Linked DNA regions of Mus musculus: region 1 is linked to region 2. A link is a contact called in public HiChIP or PLAC-seq data. All regions are on one chromosome and are shown on one strand. Each heading gives the region's core, a stretch centred on a gene start, on an enhancer-like site or on the middle of the called end of the contact. The rest is flanking DNA. Distances are from core to core; before and after follow the strand shown.

What was found. HiChIP or PLAC-seq counts read pairs in DNA pulled down with a chosen protein or histone mark.
Region 1: a contact with region 2 is called in an H3K4me3 HiChIP or PLAC-seq map of forebrain, with 12 times the contacts expected there. The contact joins the promoter of Snx19 here to the enhancer-like site in region 2. A contact is called at or near these places in 3 of 39 promoter capture datasets (the 3T3-L1 cell line, frontonasal cranial neural crest and hippocampal neurons), 1 of 484 Hi-C or Micro-C datasets (ganglionic eminence) and 1 of 115 datasets of contacts at active chromatin or transcription factors (forebrain).

The regions. Positions count from the first base shown.
Region 1 is chr9:30,423,675-30,431,377 of GRCm38.p6, reverse strand. It overlaps Snx19 (sorting nexin 19), which reads right to left and starts at 4,049. Exons shown (of 11, transcript NM_028874.2): 1 at 2,122-4,049. The coding sequence starts at 3,810. It overlaps Gm30933 (predicted gene, 30933), which reads left to right and starts at 4,400. Exons shown (of 3, transcript NR_169179.1): 1 at 4,400-4,511.
Region 2 is chr9:28,285,206-28,292,791 of GRCm38.p6, reverse strand. The region is part of intron 1 of Opcml (opioid binding protein/cell adhesion molecule-like); the gene reads right to left. Among named protein-coding and RNA genes, the nearest start is that of Gm39313, 110 kb to the left of the region's middle. Within about 2 kb of position 2,936, at least 31 of the 459 cell types and tissues checked have an H3K27ac peak or open chromatin away from gene starts, as enhancers often do. A contact at or near this core is called in forebrain, where this site is marked.

The DNA.
Region 1 (7,703 bases), core at 2,800-5,299, 2.1 Mb before region 2:
CTTTTTTGTTGTTGTTGCTTTGGGAAAATTAATCTTTTTAATTGTTATTCTGGAAATTGAATTGAAATTCTTTGTATTAAGCATATATTAGCTATATCGCTAGACATCGCATGATGATTGGACATGCTCTGTGAGGTCAGTCTGCTGCCTCATATGCATAAAGGGCCAGTGAGGGAGAGATGGCCCACACTGCACTCCTAGGAAAGTAAGCAGCTTGAAGAGAACGGAAGCTCTGGCCACACAGGGCAAGACCTTCTGACAAAGAAGTGTAAGATACATAGATGCTGCGACCAACTCTGCATGTGCTTGCTCTTATCAGAAATTGGTTATTCTTTGGCTAAACTAGTATAAAGCAACCAGTGATTTTTAAAAAATCTCCTTGTTGAAAGAACTTGAGCTAATGTTTGAACATTTCTAGAACTAGAGAGGAGGAATATTCACTAAGTACTAAGGTGAGCAAAGATATCTCTCCCATAAGTACCAAGAAGGAAGGAGACAGGCAGCATTCAGGACCGAGCTTTCCAGCTCGGAGCACGTGGGAGCTGCGAAGCTTTCTGTAGAATAGTCTGCCCTGCCCTTGAGCAACAACTTGATTTTTCTGCTTATAAGAAAGAAAAACTGTTATCAGTTCACAAATCTGTCACAAGTAGAAGATGAAATAGCCAGAACCTGGCACTTGCATGTGAGCACAGGGCACAGCAGAGGGACACCTAGAGTCCAAACAACAAGCAGGCAAACTGCTCAAGTTACACAGTTTGACAGTCACTTGTCACTTGTGACCCCAAAGATCTTCGTCTGCGCTTTTGAAAAATGCCTGGTTTATAAAGACCATGTGAGTGAGTGTAGGTGTGCCTATGAGTGCACAGGTGCTTCTAATTACATTAGTGACTCTAGCGACTTTTAAAGGGGCTGGTGTTTGAACATTTCTAGAGCTGGAGAGGAAGACGCAGTCCTATGAGCTGAGGCGAGCAAAGAAGTCTCTCAGACAAGTACTGAGCAGAAGAGACAAGTAGGATTCAGGAGAGATTTCAAGTTCTAAGACTGCCTTCATTTCAGATGTCATGTGGCTTTTGACAGGCCAGATCCCCTTGAAGTTGCACAGGACACTTCCCCTTGGTTCTCTTGGATTTCACCAGGGGAGCAGCAGCATGGCCAGCCTAGCGCTGGACTGAGAAGCACAGAAATTCCAGAAGGCAGGCACAGTTCAACAGAGCGGCTCCTGCCAAGGAACTCTCTTTCTGAACTTCTTCCTAATTTCTTCCTTTAAAAATGATAATATCATAGATATATATATTTTTTTAATTTAGGAAGGTAGAATACTTATATTTAAGTCAGAAGGTGGCAAGTTCCTCATTCCTTGAGGCGTCTATGCATAGACTTGGGAACAACTATGCAGAGATGATATGGAGAAAACTGGTTAAAGTAGCAGGTCTTGCCTCAGGCCAGGCAGTGGAGCGATGAGTTAACTGGAAAGTTTCATTTAAGAAACAAATGTGGGGGGGACGGAGAAATGGGGAGAAATGGCTCGGCAGTTAAAAGCACTTGATGCTCTTACAGAGAACCAGGGTTTGGTTCCGAGCACCCACATGGCAGCTAACAACTGTTTGCAACTGCAGATTCAAACCCTCTAGAACCCTCTTCTGGCTTCTACAAGCATCAGGCACACAATGCACTTACATACACGCAGGCAAAATATACACGTAAAATAAAAATAAGTAAGTCGGTTTTTTTTTTAAAAATGTAGAATTTTGGGATGCATTCTTAGAAATTCTTATCCAGAATACGTCTGTCAGAGTCCGTGTATTTACAAAGCAGTCAGAGTGATTCTGAGGTCGAAGCAGGTTTGAGAACCAATGAAAACGTTGAACCCCCTCCCCCAACCTCCACCCCCACCCCACCCCCCACCCCCGCACCCAGTCTTCTGACACTGAGTTTCTGGTGCTGTTTGTGTGGGTCTACCATAAGAGCTGATCCTGGCTTCCAAACGAGCTATACACCACTTTATTTAATTTATTTAATCAACACGGGATGCTCTTATCTGCCCTTGCAACAATCTGTTTACAGACTCTGCTTTCTAAACCCCATCCCCAAAGTGAGAAAGCACAGCCATCATCCTGTTACCTTCACAGTGTACAGTGTGTATGGGTGGAATCCAGTCCCACTGTGCTCTCGGGCAGTGATGGTGCCAGTGATTCGAAGGTTCTGGATGACAACCGGGCCGTCTGGACTGCTCAGGGACTCGAAGCTGAAGGTGGCTGAGCTGAGAGGACCAGGTGGAGAGGAGGAAAGAGGCACTGGGGGCATAGCAGGTTCAAGGGAGCACACACCACTGGCGAGATCTTTGTCTAAACATGAGGGCCGTAGGGGGCAGGGTTTTTCTGGTTCCTCCAGCAAAGCTGTAAGAGAGGTGTCATCTCCTTGCTCCACCTCCTTGTCTGCTGTGTCAATCTGGATCTCTGGGCAATTAAGCACGGAGACCAGCATGCCTGTCTCTGTGTCTGTCCCTGGGGCCTCCTCGGCCTCTGCTCCTTCCATACATTCAGATCCCTCGCCATCCTTAGGCTCCAGAGCCCCGGAGTCGTCTAGGGCACACAGAGCATCTTGAATCCTGTCAGAAAGGAAGTTGCCTGGGGTCATTAGCAGGATGGTTTCTTTGCTCAGTTCAGACAGTGGTGACTCCAGTTCTGAGTCTTCACATAAGAACAAGGGGCCTCGGATATCTGGCTGTAGAAAATGGGATGAGCTATTTCCTACTTTTTTTTCTTCGAGCATCCCAGGCAAATCTCCCTCTACAGCTTCATGGCCTTCTTCAATCTCTGGGGAAGGGGCTGGCTCACTGGAGGTCAAGTGTACTGGGGCTGTTGCTGGAGAAGATGCTTTTCCTACTGGCAGACTCTCTACTTCAACAATCAATGGCAGAGATGTGGGCACCGAGGGCTGCTCTAGGACACTGGATGAGCAGGGGGGTTTAGTTCCCTGTGCTGCATCATGTCTGTACTTGGAAAAGATACTCACAAGAATAAGGTGGATCCAGTCAGGATCTGATAGCTTGCTGATCAGTGGTAAGATGACATTGCAAGTAATAACTTCAACCACAACGTGGCGTCCAGTCCTCGTCTCCAGGTGGGGCTTGGGCACTAACTCTTTTAGTATCAAGTTCACAATGCCACGTGCATAAGTGACCTCCGTGGTGGGACAGCTCATGGCAGGATGGGGAGCTGTAACCTGGCAGTAAGCATCCCACAGCTGGGAGGGCTGAACTGGACAGCTCTGCTCCTTTGCAGTAGCCTCCTTTGCCTGAATATAGCTCTGCAGGTGACAACCACAGAGAGTCAGAACCCTCTGGGTAAGAGCATGGCTGTCCACTATGCTCATCCGCCTTCGAAGCTCCTGAACCAACCCTTTCATGGCTGCCTCCATCTCTGCCTCGAAGGCCGGCTCATGGCTCACAGAACGATACCAGGATAACACGAAGTCTCGGATAATCATCTGGATAGTGCGGTTAATCTCCTGTTCCAGCTGCCTTTCTGCCTCGGGACATGGAGGACAGGTGGTGATGGTAATGAATCGTTCCAGGTGCAATTGACCTGAAGCCCCTAGGATGGCAGTGGAGCCCAGCCATCCTCCCAGCGCTACCAGCGATGCACATAGAAGGATCAGAAGCCACATGTTGACCAGAAGGTGGATGACCAGTAGCCAGCCCACCAAGACCCCCACGATCATTAGCTTCCGGCTACTCCATAGATTGCTGTGGACATAACTGGACTCGGAGATAGTCCCCTGGGTAGGGGACACTGTTTGTGCCTTCATGGTTGAAAGGACAGGTATGTTTCCACAGATGACAGCCTCCGATTTTATTTTGGTGTCAGGAGTGGGAGCATGAACTGTCACCGAAGAGAACAAGTCCAGCTGCTACTGAGTGAACTCTGGACCTTCGATACTACTGGCACTGCAGAGCGACAGAAAAAGCTCTGCTTCTCCCGCTCGCTTCTGTCGACAGGGCCCATCAACTAGCCTGTTCCAGCCGAGATGAGGAAAACTTTGCCGGCCTCCATCATGGCCCAGGCGGAGAGTCTCTTCGCAGCCCCGCGCGGCCCACGGACACTTACGAACTCCGAAGCAGCAGCCGGCAGATCGGGTCACACGTCGCTGGGGGACCCGTGCTCAGACTGCGCCCCTGGGAACGAACTCTTGGGGGGGTGGGGATCCTTCCGACCGCCGCGGCCAGCAGCCACAACAAGCTCCGGCCGCCCAGGCCACTACACTCCGCAACTCCAAAGTGGACAGAGCAGCGGGCCGGCTAGCAGCCGGCGACAGCTTCCGGGTCGCGGCCTGCGGGAGCGGGGTACGCTGGGAGAGCGGCCTGGTGGATCGGAGCCACGGACGCCCCCTGGTGGTGAGGAGCGGTGGTGACGGTGGGCGTACACACCGCTCTGCTAAGCTGAGAACCCAGAGCCCGTGCTCACCTGGGCCAAAACGGATACTCGCCCAGGCTCTTTAAAGTGCTGTTTGTAAATATCTCTAGAGGTTTAGGGAAACTTTCCGTAATGAGCTTTGTTTTAATTCCCTTGGAGACGTACTGTTGGGAGCTAGATTGATGAGGGATTTTAAAAATTCTCCTTGCTTCTTCCAGAACGCCCCACCTCTACCCCCACTCCACCCCCCCCCCCGACCCCCCTCCCAACTCTACTCAATTCACAGTCCACCTCTTTTGTTTTCCGGAGTAGTCAAAGGTAAGTATTAAGATGTGGGGCAGGTTTCTAGAGAGTATTTCCTATGTTTAGTCACTGGCTTGAAGAGTGGGTCCTTGTAGCCCTTGAAGCTAATTGGGGGAATGAGTTTATTTGACGTAAATCAGCTTTCAGTAAAGCGAGTCCCTATAAGATATAGTGAATTGCAAAATCTTAAGTACGTTCTGGAATGATTTTAGTGAATCGCAATGGTTAAAGGGAACCCATTAAGAAGATAGCCTTCGTGCTGAATCTTGAAGACTTTTCTGCCTGTCGGCTTCCTTTTCTTCCCATGTGCATAGGCATGCAAGGCAGAGGAAGAGACGTCTTGTTTTTAGTTTACCCTCTAACACATTTGCCCCTGTCTGTGTTCTGCTTTGAACACATCTGCCAGTTGTCAACTCAAAAAGAGTGACCTACAAAGAAAGTCAGTATCTGAAAGTGGCACTGGCTATGTGTAGAAGCATTGATGTCTTCTTTGTGTGAAGCCTCCACCTTGGTCCTTCTGGACTCTGCAGTGTGGCTCTCCTTTCCATTTGGACACAGATGAATGCCATCGCTCTTTACCAGTCTGTCCTCTGCTGTAGCCTTGAAGGATTTAGGCAAATTCACCAAATAAAACAAAACAACCCAACAACAACAACAACAAAACAAAGCAACAAAAAGCAAAAACTAAAACAAAACAACCCCCAACCCGCAAAAAAAAAAAAAAAAAACCAAGCAAAATAAAACAACCCTGTACCAGAGAGATCTTACAGCTTCCTTTTCTGTCTCCACTGCTGGTGTCAAGGTAATAACTTTATTTGAATACAAAGGAAACCATCATCTACAATTGGATGTGGTTGACAACTAACAGCCTCAAAGGCCAACAATATAGTTTAGGATCAAAGTGTTTCTAGGCAGGCAAGGTGATCTCTGGAGTTACAAAGCACTAATTCATGTTGCCAGGGTGAACATCCTTTCACTGTATCCTCCTCCCAACTGAAAGGAATGTGAGACCTGCAGACTGCCTGTCTTGTCCTCCCAAACTATCCTGTTGTTCCGGGAACAGTTACCTGACAGTAATGCTCTAGAGAAGTAAATATCCCTGCTGCCCACGCAAGAGTCACAGCAGAGACTTAAATGGCGGAGAACTAATGGTACCACTTAGGACTTCGCTTCTGCAGCTCAGAGAAAAACCTCCCATGCATCATGAGACCGAAAGTGCAGGGTAGCAACGAACTGACCTTGTCAGTGGGCGTTGTGCCACCTGAGCAGATGGTCTGAAGCTCTGAGGTAGCCAAGAGTGTCTTCCTGATTCTGCAGCACAGTTGATGGACATGCCAATGCACTTGTCATCTGGATGGCTATGAGCTTCTGCCTGGGGATTTAGGACAGATCTTAGGATCCAAACAGATTAATCATTGGGAGGAGGTGAGAGCCCTGCCTGATAGAGAATGGTGTGGGCCTGTGGTGGGGGAGGCTGACCGGTCACTCACCTCTCAAGAGATGCCGCTTGCCTTCCGACCTGCTATTTCTCAGTCCATTAAAGGCGTGCTAGGGCTAAGAAGACAAAAGCCACCAATTCACCCAAAGGTATTCTCAGGCTCATCAAAGGACAGCCACACAAAAAGAGCAGTGCATTTAAGCATGACGTCATGTTTAACATGAGGTAACCTGATGCTGCGATAGAAGACGGAGCAATAAAACAAACACAAAGAATGGGTAGTGACCGAGGGACTGGGGTGGTTCATGCCTGCTCACTCTTACATTTGCAAACAGAAAAGAAGTGAGTGTGTTTTAGGGACATATAGACTAGAAAAAGTAGGAGCTGAGGGAGGGATGGTCTTTCAGGTACTATGAGAACAAAAGGAAAAGGCCAGGTTGGAACAAGTCCATACCAGCCCTCAGATTCTCTTGAAAAATAGAAGATGAGGCAGGCTTGGTGTTGTGGGCTGTATTACAAGAGACTTGGGTGCCCTGGGCCTGGACTACAGTGTGAGCTCAAGGGCAGCCTGAACCACTTACTCAAATTTTATTTGTTCAAAAAAATAAAGAAAGAAATTACACAAGTCCAGGACTGTTACTCAGCCGTTAAATGCTGTTGAGCTTCTTCAAGCCCTTGAATTCAATCACTGGTGCTGGAAACAAAAACAGGAACCAAAACAAAGCCACGAGGCCAGGGAGAGAACTCTGACGATGCTGAAGGTGAGCCGAGACAGGGCATGGGGTAGAGTTGTTGCTGGAAAACAGGAAGTAATGGAATTCACACAAAAGACAGAGGCTTAGAGGAGCTAGCCAAGGTCAGCAGCATGAGTCTCTCATGGCATTAATGTATGTTGTTCAGTTGTTCTCTCCTCAGATGCTTTGCTCCTCAGCGTAGAAGAGAAGCAAACAGGATTGGAGCATGTAGCAATGTTTAGAATAGAGAGAAATGGCAAAGAGTCAGGCCCGTAACACCCCGAGAAGTGAGGTGCTAAAACTTAAAACTATGCTGTCTAGGTACACGGGCAATGAATGAGAGCCAGGAGAGGGACAGTCGGCTGTGAGAACGTACTCAAGTGTAATAAGAGTAGTATATGTGCAAACCAGAAAAAGGCTCATGGGAAACTAGAGATCAGTCCAGGGGAGTTTCTGATTGCTGATCTGTCAAGCTGCCATGAGCCTTGCCACTCACATCGACACCATTTATCCTCTTACAGTTTGGGGAGTTAGCAGTCTCAAATGGATTGGCAGAAGTGTGCTCACCCAGGAGGCTAGAAAAAAGATTGTGCTTTCCAGTTCTTTGCAGTGTCCAGGGGACACCTGTGCTCTCTGGCTCCTGCTCTCACATCCTGCCACCTCTGCTCCTCTGCTTCTTCAGTCATGTCCCTTTCCTATCCCTGACTCTCCTGCCTTCTTATAAGGACTGTTGTGATTACACCAGACCCTCCCCTGTAATTCAGAACTATCTTCCCCTCCCAAGATCCTTAACCTCACCTCCAAGCTCACCAG
Region 2 (7,586 bases), core at 1,687-4,186:
CTTGGGCTTTCAGCCTTCAGAATTTTGACAATTGATTTCTGTTGCTGAAACTATCTGCCCTGTTGTACTTGTTACAGCAATGGGATACACTAGTAACGCCCATGGTAAACCAGATTTCTCAAAGTAGACGAGACCCAATGATCTAAAACTTAAAAACCTACTCACAAAGCCAAAGTGGAAACAAAAAGCAAAGCCGGAGAGTGTTTGGAAGTCAGTAAATGATTGCTGTCTTTGCTGGGTGTAGAGGGCTCCTGCTTTCCCAAGATAGAGCAGCAGTGTGTGTGTGTTCATTTTAAAACAACAAATACAGAGGAAATTCTTACTAAGTGCCAGAGACTGTATAGCTGCCAAAGATTGCAGAGATCAATAAAATATTCTCCATGGTCTAGTGAGAGAAATGTTAAATTTCATTGTTACTATTTGCTTACATGTCCCTGTGCTGTGATTAGGTGATCAGATATTTCTTTTACATCTCATTATCTTCTTAACTCATAGCCAATCAAGACACAAATGGGTAAGTTTAAACATGCCTAACGCATACCAAATGTCAGGATGTGTCTCCGGAGCCTATACATGGTTGTAGAAGCAATTGAAAAACAAGGTCCTAATACAAGACATGCACAGTGTCCCATGGCTTTCTCTGAACCTTGTGAAGCTAAAAGGAATGATGAACCCTCAGGAGGAAGGCTCTTGATTCCCAAGAAGAATGACTTAAGATTAATATGGTGAAGTCTATTAAAGGCTTTCAGAAATGGAACCAATGGCACAGGTGGACAGGAAAGAAGGAGGGAGACCTGTTTTGTCAACACTAGGACAAACCCGTCTCTGAGGCTGTCCCATATCCTTTTCTCCTTCTTAGTCTGTTTCTTGTACCATGATCCTTCCCATCATTGTGCTCCCTCCATTCATCGTGTTCCTCCCATCACCATGCTCCCTCCCATCACCATGCTCCCTCCCATCATCATGCTCTTTCCTCTGTTGCTGAACATGCCACTATCTTCATCTTCCCTCTGCAAGGGGCTAAGATGATCTCAACTACCCAACATTCCATGACAGAGTTCTACATGACCACCGGTGAAGGATAATGGGAAATATATATGCCAGGTTTAGTCCCCTGGAAGAGGATGCTGTCTGTCATGAAAGGCTGCAACTCAGAATGAAGGTTAGTGCAGAGTTAGTAAATTCTAGTGAGATGGTAAGACTCATTTGGATCAACAGAGTCAATATCAGAACTTTGAGAACTTGTAAGATAAGGATGTAGCATATCTGCTTCTGAAAGCATCCTATGAAGGCAATCATTACAGTAATCCAAAGAGGGAGTGCACTACAGGAAACACTATGAGTAAGCCACTATGTGCTGAGCCTCTCAGCTACTAGAAGTGTTCAAGTAGAGGCTGTAGTCCATCTGCAGGTCTTGCAAAGACTAGTCTTACCACTAGATAGTGCAGAAGATCTGAAAGAAGGCATGCATTCCTGCAAGAGTTAAGATTCTTTTCCTAACCTAGCTGACCTCTAATTTACCTGGCACCAGTCCGGCAAGGGAAAGTGCAAGGTCCCATATATGAACTCATTCTTGTCACCTTTCCAGGCAGCAAATGAAATGTATACTTACTGCAAATGACAAGCTTGCATGTAAATGACTGTGAGGTGGGAAATTCTGATCCTGCTGAAGAAAAGGAAGGGACGACAGATCTCTCAGGTTTATCATCCTCTTCAGTTTCCAAGGTCACAGTCACCTTGTAATTACCATTTGCCATCAGAGAGAAATCTCATCCTCCAGGCAGTAGAGATTACAACTGTAGTCAGGGCATGGGGCATCAAGACTGAAACGTTGGTTTGTGTGAGTGAAGATAGCCTGTGATCTCCATGGATGAGGCTAAGTGAGCTGTTGTCAGGAAGCAATGCTGTCCTTTCTAACTACCTACAGCTGAGCCCTCCACTACAAGCCTCGGACCCAGCAGCAGGCCCATCTAAGCACACCTGGGAAAATGACAAGAACCTTCTCCCACAGCAAAGTGTACATTTCAACAAAATTGACATTAGGATAGCGTACATAATGAGCTGGTGGCCAAACCCTACAGCTCCCCTTTCTCTGCTGGGGAACTGTGAGGCACATTAGGAGACACTGCTGGTGGAGTCGGAAAACAGAGCCTCACCCTGGCCTTTATGAATACACCTGTCTGTCTGTCTCTGTCTGTCTGTCTCTCTATCTCTGTCTCTCTCTCTGTGTCTCTGTCTCTGTCTCTGTCTCTGTCTCTCTCTCTGTCTCTCTCTCTCTCTCTCTCTCTCTCTCTCTCTCTCTCTCTCTCTCACACACACACACACACACTACCTGTGTGTGGCCTTGTTGCATGACATCTTAAGTTAAACCCAATTTCCTATACTTTAGGCCCCCTCCCCCCTGTATGTGGAGCTGTTTATAGCTTTGCCCTATATAAAAAGATTTATGGTTTTTAAAATATTTGAAGTAGTAGCAACTAAGATTAGGTTCTTATACATCATCAGACACTAGGCCAGAGATATTAGGCAACATCTAACTTAATTTCTTACAGGTTCCTCTGTGAGATCTGCTATCATTTCCCTTCACTAAGGATGAAGAAAGCTGGAACTCTGAGAGGTATGTGCCATTCCCAAGGTCACACAGCTGAGGTGTGGCAGGGCTGAATCCAGATCCAGAAGTCCTTGCTCTGACAAGGAAATGAAGGCCACGATTCTAGCTGAAAGCTGGTTGGAACCCTCAAGGTTGAATTACTTCTTATTCTTCTGACTCACTCTTCTGGAAGTTGCCAGAAAAGCCCTGCTGCTGATTTTGGTTGAAACAGCTCCTCCCCCATGCCATTGTGATCTTGGCAAAAGGGCCAGGCAGAGAGCTACACAGCCCTTTGCTTGCCATTTCCTGCTGCTGCTTATCTGGGGCAGTTTGGAGTCAGCAGGGCCTACACCTGACTCTCTCTTCTTTTGGCCCCACCTCCCTTCTCATGCTGGCTGGGCTGGTTTCCATGACACTACTGCAGGCTTCCCATTTCAGCTTTCCCTTCAGCATTTCAAGAGCAGGAGGCTGTGTAGACAGGGAAGAGAGAAGGGGCTTTTCTGCCAGGCACTACAAGATAAACCTGGCCAGAGCTGGTGGAGAAAGAAGACAGTGGTGGCAATATAGCACACCCATCTCAGCTCATGGGCTCACACTCACTTGTCTCTGGACTCTGAGCCTGTGTAGCCTCACCAAGTCCAGGACAGGGCATACTAAGTCAGGTTACATTAGATTTGCCCTGGCCCATTTCTCCTCGGGACGTAGACAGCTCTCCAACCTCCTCTCACAGACCTTGGGGACCAAGTGAACTTTGTCTTCAGGAGTTCAGTAATGCTCCCCCTTTACTCATGGCTAGGATTTCTTTTACAGTTATACACAGCCGACCATAACCCCAAAAGAATTCCGTGAAAAAAATTCTAGAAATAAATGATTCACATATTTTAAATAACTCTTACTATAAGGTTGTTGCTGTTGTATATTGTCATTGTTGCTGATCTCTTGACACCTTGGATAGGAATTCATAGATAGGAGCTGTGTCTTCCAAGGCTGGCTATTTGATTACAAATGCAATGAGGTAGGGAGGTTGGGCCATTGTAGGTTCAGGACCTAATTACAATGTGTCTTGGACTAATTTTAGACCCCTAAGCATCCATTCTTTGCCAATCTTTGAATCAGACCTAACGTTCTATGACTAACAGATAAAAATCTTTTTGGAATGTATTAACGTAGCAGCAGCCATCTTCTATCAGCCCCAAAGCTAGAATGTCACCAGATAGCATCTGTGGACCACAGCTGAGATTTCCCCTCTGCTGGAAGCCACCTTTTCTGATGTCTCTGCTGATGTCTTTTAAAAGTGTCTTCATTTTGACTTCTCACTTTTCCTTTATGATAAAGAAAACTTCATGAAACTTCCTTCCATTTGGAACATGGAGTTTGAGGTTGATCAATGGTTACTCATATTTGCCTCCAGAATAAACTATCTGCTATCTTCTTTGAAGGAAGAGCTGTGTTTTTACGGTGAACTCTGCTGATTCATAAACTGACATTCACTCTGAGTCCCTAATGTGTATGAGGAAACAGGATGTGCATCGAGTTAAGCCCCTGAGTTCTCACTGGGAATCTTTGATGTGAGACTACTCTATAAGAAAGAAAATGCTCCAAGGCTGGGAATCTGGAAATGGGTGCTCCTTGCTTTTGGAGCACAGAAATATCCAGAAGCTTTGGGCTGTGCGTAACAGGAATCTTCCCATATAGAGGAACAAGTCCAGAGACACAGACACATTGACCTTCCTGACAATCTTGGATGACTGGCTTGTCAATCAGCAGGCAGATGTCACAGCCCTGAAGGAAAGCTTGTCAGTCAGCTGAGGGTTTAGGAGGGGAGACCCTCCACATTCTTCCATCCTCAAGCAGCCAGATGGAAAATGTCCGGCGTTACCGGCATTACCGGGATCAAGTCAGCACTTCCATGCTGAGTGACAGACAGACGCACTTGCCTTTCACTGTCTGATGCTATCTGACCTCCTTCGACAAAAATAGCCTCATCTCAGAGGAAGCCTCCTACCACCTCCTCCTCACAGTCCACTCCTGCCTGGCCCATGCTGACTCTACCTCAAATTATCCTCATCCTCATTTAGCCCCACCCTAACCCTTAAAATGGAGTCTTCTCTGTGTCTCTCTGAGGCCTTCCAGGTCAATGGTATACATTATCTCTAGGAAGGCTTTATTTCAACTTCTGTTTCTGTTCCTGGGGAATAGGGGCCACGAATGTCCACAAATGCCTCCCAGAGGAAGGTGTCTTGATGAGATAGATCTGTGGTGCTTCTAGGAGGGAAGGCACCTACATCATAGGTAGAGGCAGCTGGAACTACTGGGAAGGTACTATGGCTTGCCCAGGGGCAGGAGTCATGCAGAAAAACACTTAACTGGACTGCCTCTCTGCAGGAACTCAGAAACTGCTCTCACATTAATACATGAATAAACACCACCAGGACAGAAGAGAGGGTGAAGTAAGGGGAGGCATATCAAACACCCTGGGAAGTGGTTTATGCTGTATAATAAAAACCACACCTGTGGGTTTCACAATACAAAGAACTGAGTGTAAAACCAGGCAGATACCTTCTTACTTGGGACTGATCAGCAGGGAAGGAATCAGAGAGCTTTATGAGGGCTCAGATTATAAAAGACTGAGAAATAACCACGTTTCCCCAGGAGAAGCCTGATGACAGGATTAACTATGCAGGCAGCATTGAGTCCAAGTCGCAGGTTCATACTGAGCCCCCAAACAACAATTTTAACTCTGACCTTGGGAAAGGTATTCACACCATCTCAATTTACATCGCTCTTCAGGTGCATTTGTCATTTTTTTTTTTTTTGACCTGTGTGATGGTAAAACCCACTTCTTAGCGCTGCTCTAAGGATAAAATTAGGCAATGCTCATAGAAAACTCAGCATACATTTTTGGCACACAGTAAGTGCTGAATATGTCAATAACTCTTCAGTGATGGCACCATGCTATTAATATTGATTGGTTCTATTTTTCAAAGAGAAGTGACACTTTAGGTTGGGGCTTCTTCCCAATATGGGCACATAGCTTGTCTCTGTATTTGTCACTACCTCTAGGACCGCAGCAGCCCCACACTGCATGGACTCTTTCTATACCTGTCAGTTACCTTTAAACTTCTTTGGTCCTGGCAATTTTGTATACCCAGCCCGGGCTCCAATAGCAACCAACTCATTTATGTCCTCTGCACCAACCTGGGGATGATGTCTGACGCCCTATGTTATTAAAAGGAAGAATGCTGCATCCTTCTGTTTGCTTAATCTACGTGATCTGTTTTCACAGTAGGTGGGTGCCGCCTGGGAATATAGCTTTATGAATTAAAAATGGAAATGATAGAAGGCAATATTAAAAAGACTAAACACTCTTCAAATCCTGGCATTTCCAGTGAGGTTGTACCCATTAGAGGCTGATTGAGTTTGAGAAGGAGGATCCCTAAGGGCCCTTTCAGCCCCCAAAGGCAGCGGTTCCCTTCAAACCTCTGAAGACTCAACTCTTCCAATGAAGGCTGTGACTTGCTTCCAAATCCTAACACCTCAGTCCTTTGATCAATAGCCAGACTGTTGGCGAATGACCTTCGCAGCACTGTCGTCGAATGCAGAGCAACAGTGGGAGCGGTTCTCTCCCTTGCCAGACACTGATTAATCACCAGCAGTAGGATCCACAATCAAAGGAGACAGAGGAAAACTGAGAGGCAGCTTGGCTCCCATGCAGGGAAGGTAGACCTGTACTTCAGGCTATAAGCCTGTACCTGTCTTCAACACTTGGTACCATACCAAGCGCTACCTCATGGCATTAGTGGATCATCTCCATGATGACTACCTTTCCCAGAATTCATTGGGAAACTCCTCATGTGTGGAGAAGAGAAATAAATGCCCAGCCCTTGAGCAGGAGTCATGGGCTCATCATAAATGACTGGCCTGCTCTCGTTTTTCTTAACAATTGCATTGAGTTTGATTGAGGTCTAACACTGACCAGGTCTTTATAGAGGTGACAGAGAGACACAGAAGGGACCAGAATCACATAGTTTGTGCATGTGCACTCTAGTGCTCCCAGGTTGTGGAAATCCACTGCTGTCCCCACCAGGCCATTCTTCTGAAGGTCATATTTGAGAGGTATATGTTCCAAATGTTCGCATACACTGCTTAGGGGAGCTTGACATAACATGGTTAGTTGTGTCCTTGCTGACCTTACTATCCCCACTGTAGTTTGCCCCAGGCTAGCCTCACAGCTAAATTATTCAAGTCAGCAAACAGTAAAAGTTGGCTTGTCTCTGAAGGCCACAGGAGACCTCTTCAGCCCCTTGGGTTCATCTGGGTTAGCACTAAAAGAGCTTCAGCTTTGCCAAGCCACCGTTCTGTCTGGATGCATTGAATTTTGAAGACATTCCTGCTGGTTCCTCTGGTTCTGGCACTGGCCCATTGCTGTAATTAAATTATCAAGGGGAAAACACAGAAGATGAGCAACGAAGGGAAAAGAATGTGCCAAGTATGGTTCCCTGCAAAAAGATTTCCCAGAAATCATTTCACTCTCCCCTCAGAGGCGGTATGTCCACATTTTCTCATCCATCTCTGCCTATATGTCCAAAACAAACACATTTGAACCCCTGCATGACCAAGATAGTGTGAGCAAACCCCACATGGATCACACCCGCCTTAAATGACTACCCCTCTCCTTCTGTATGGGAGTCATTATTAGCAGGAGATGACGCAAGAGACAGAGAATGCCCAGCTGAGATTGTGTGTCCAGGTGCATTTCTCTGAGCAGACTGTTGGAAAAAAATCCTATTTGACTTGAAACTGGCCTAATTTTTTCTTGCAATTGATCGTGAGAGAACACATATAAAACCCCACCATGCCAGCCTAAAGGAGCTATTCTCCTCATTACATGCCCCAGGGAAGCCAAACTGACCCAGGGCCTACACCTTGCAGGAGCTCTGGGCTCCTCAGTTCTAAAATGAACCAACTTCCCTTTCAGCCTTCTTCATGAACCACT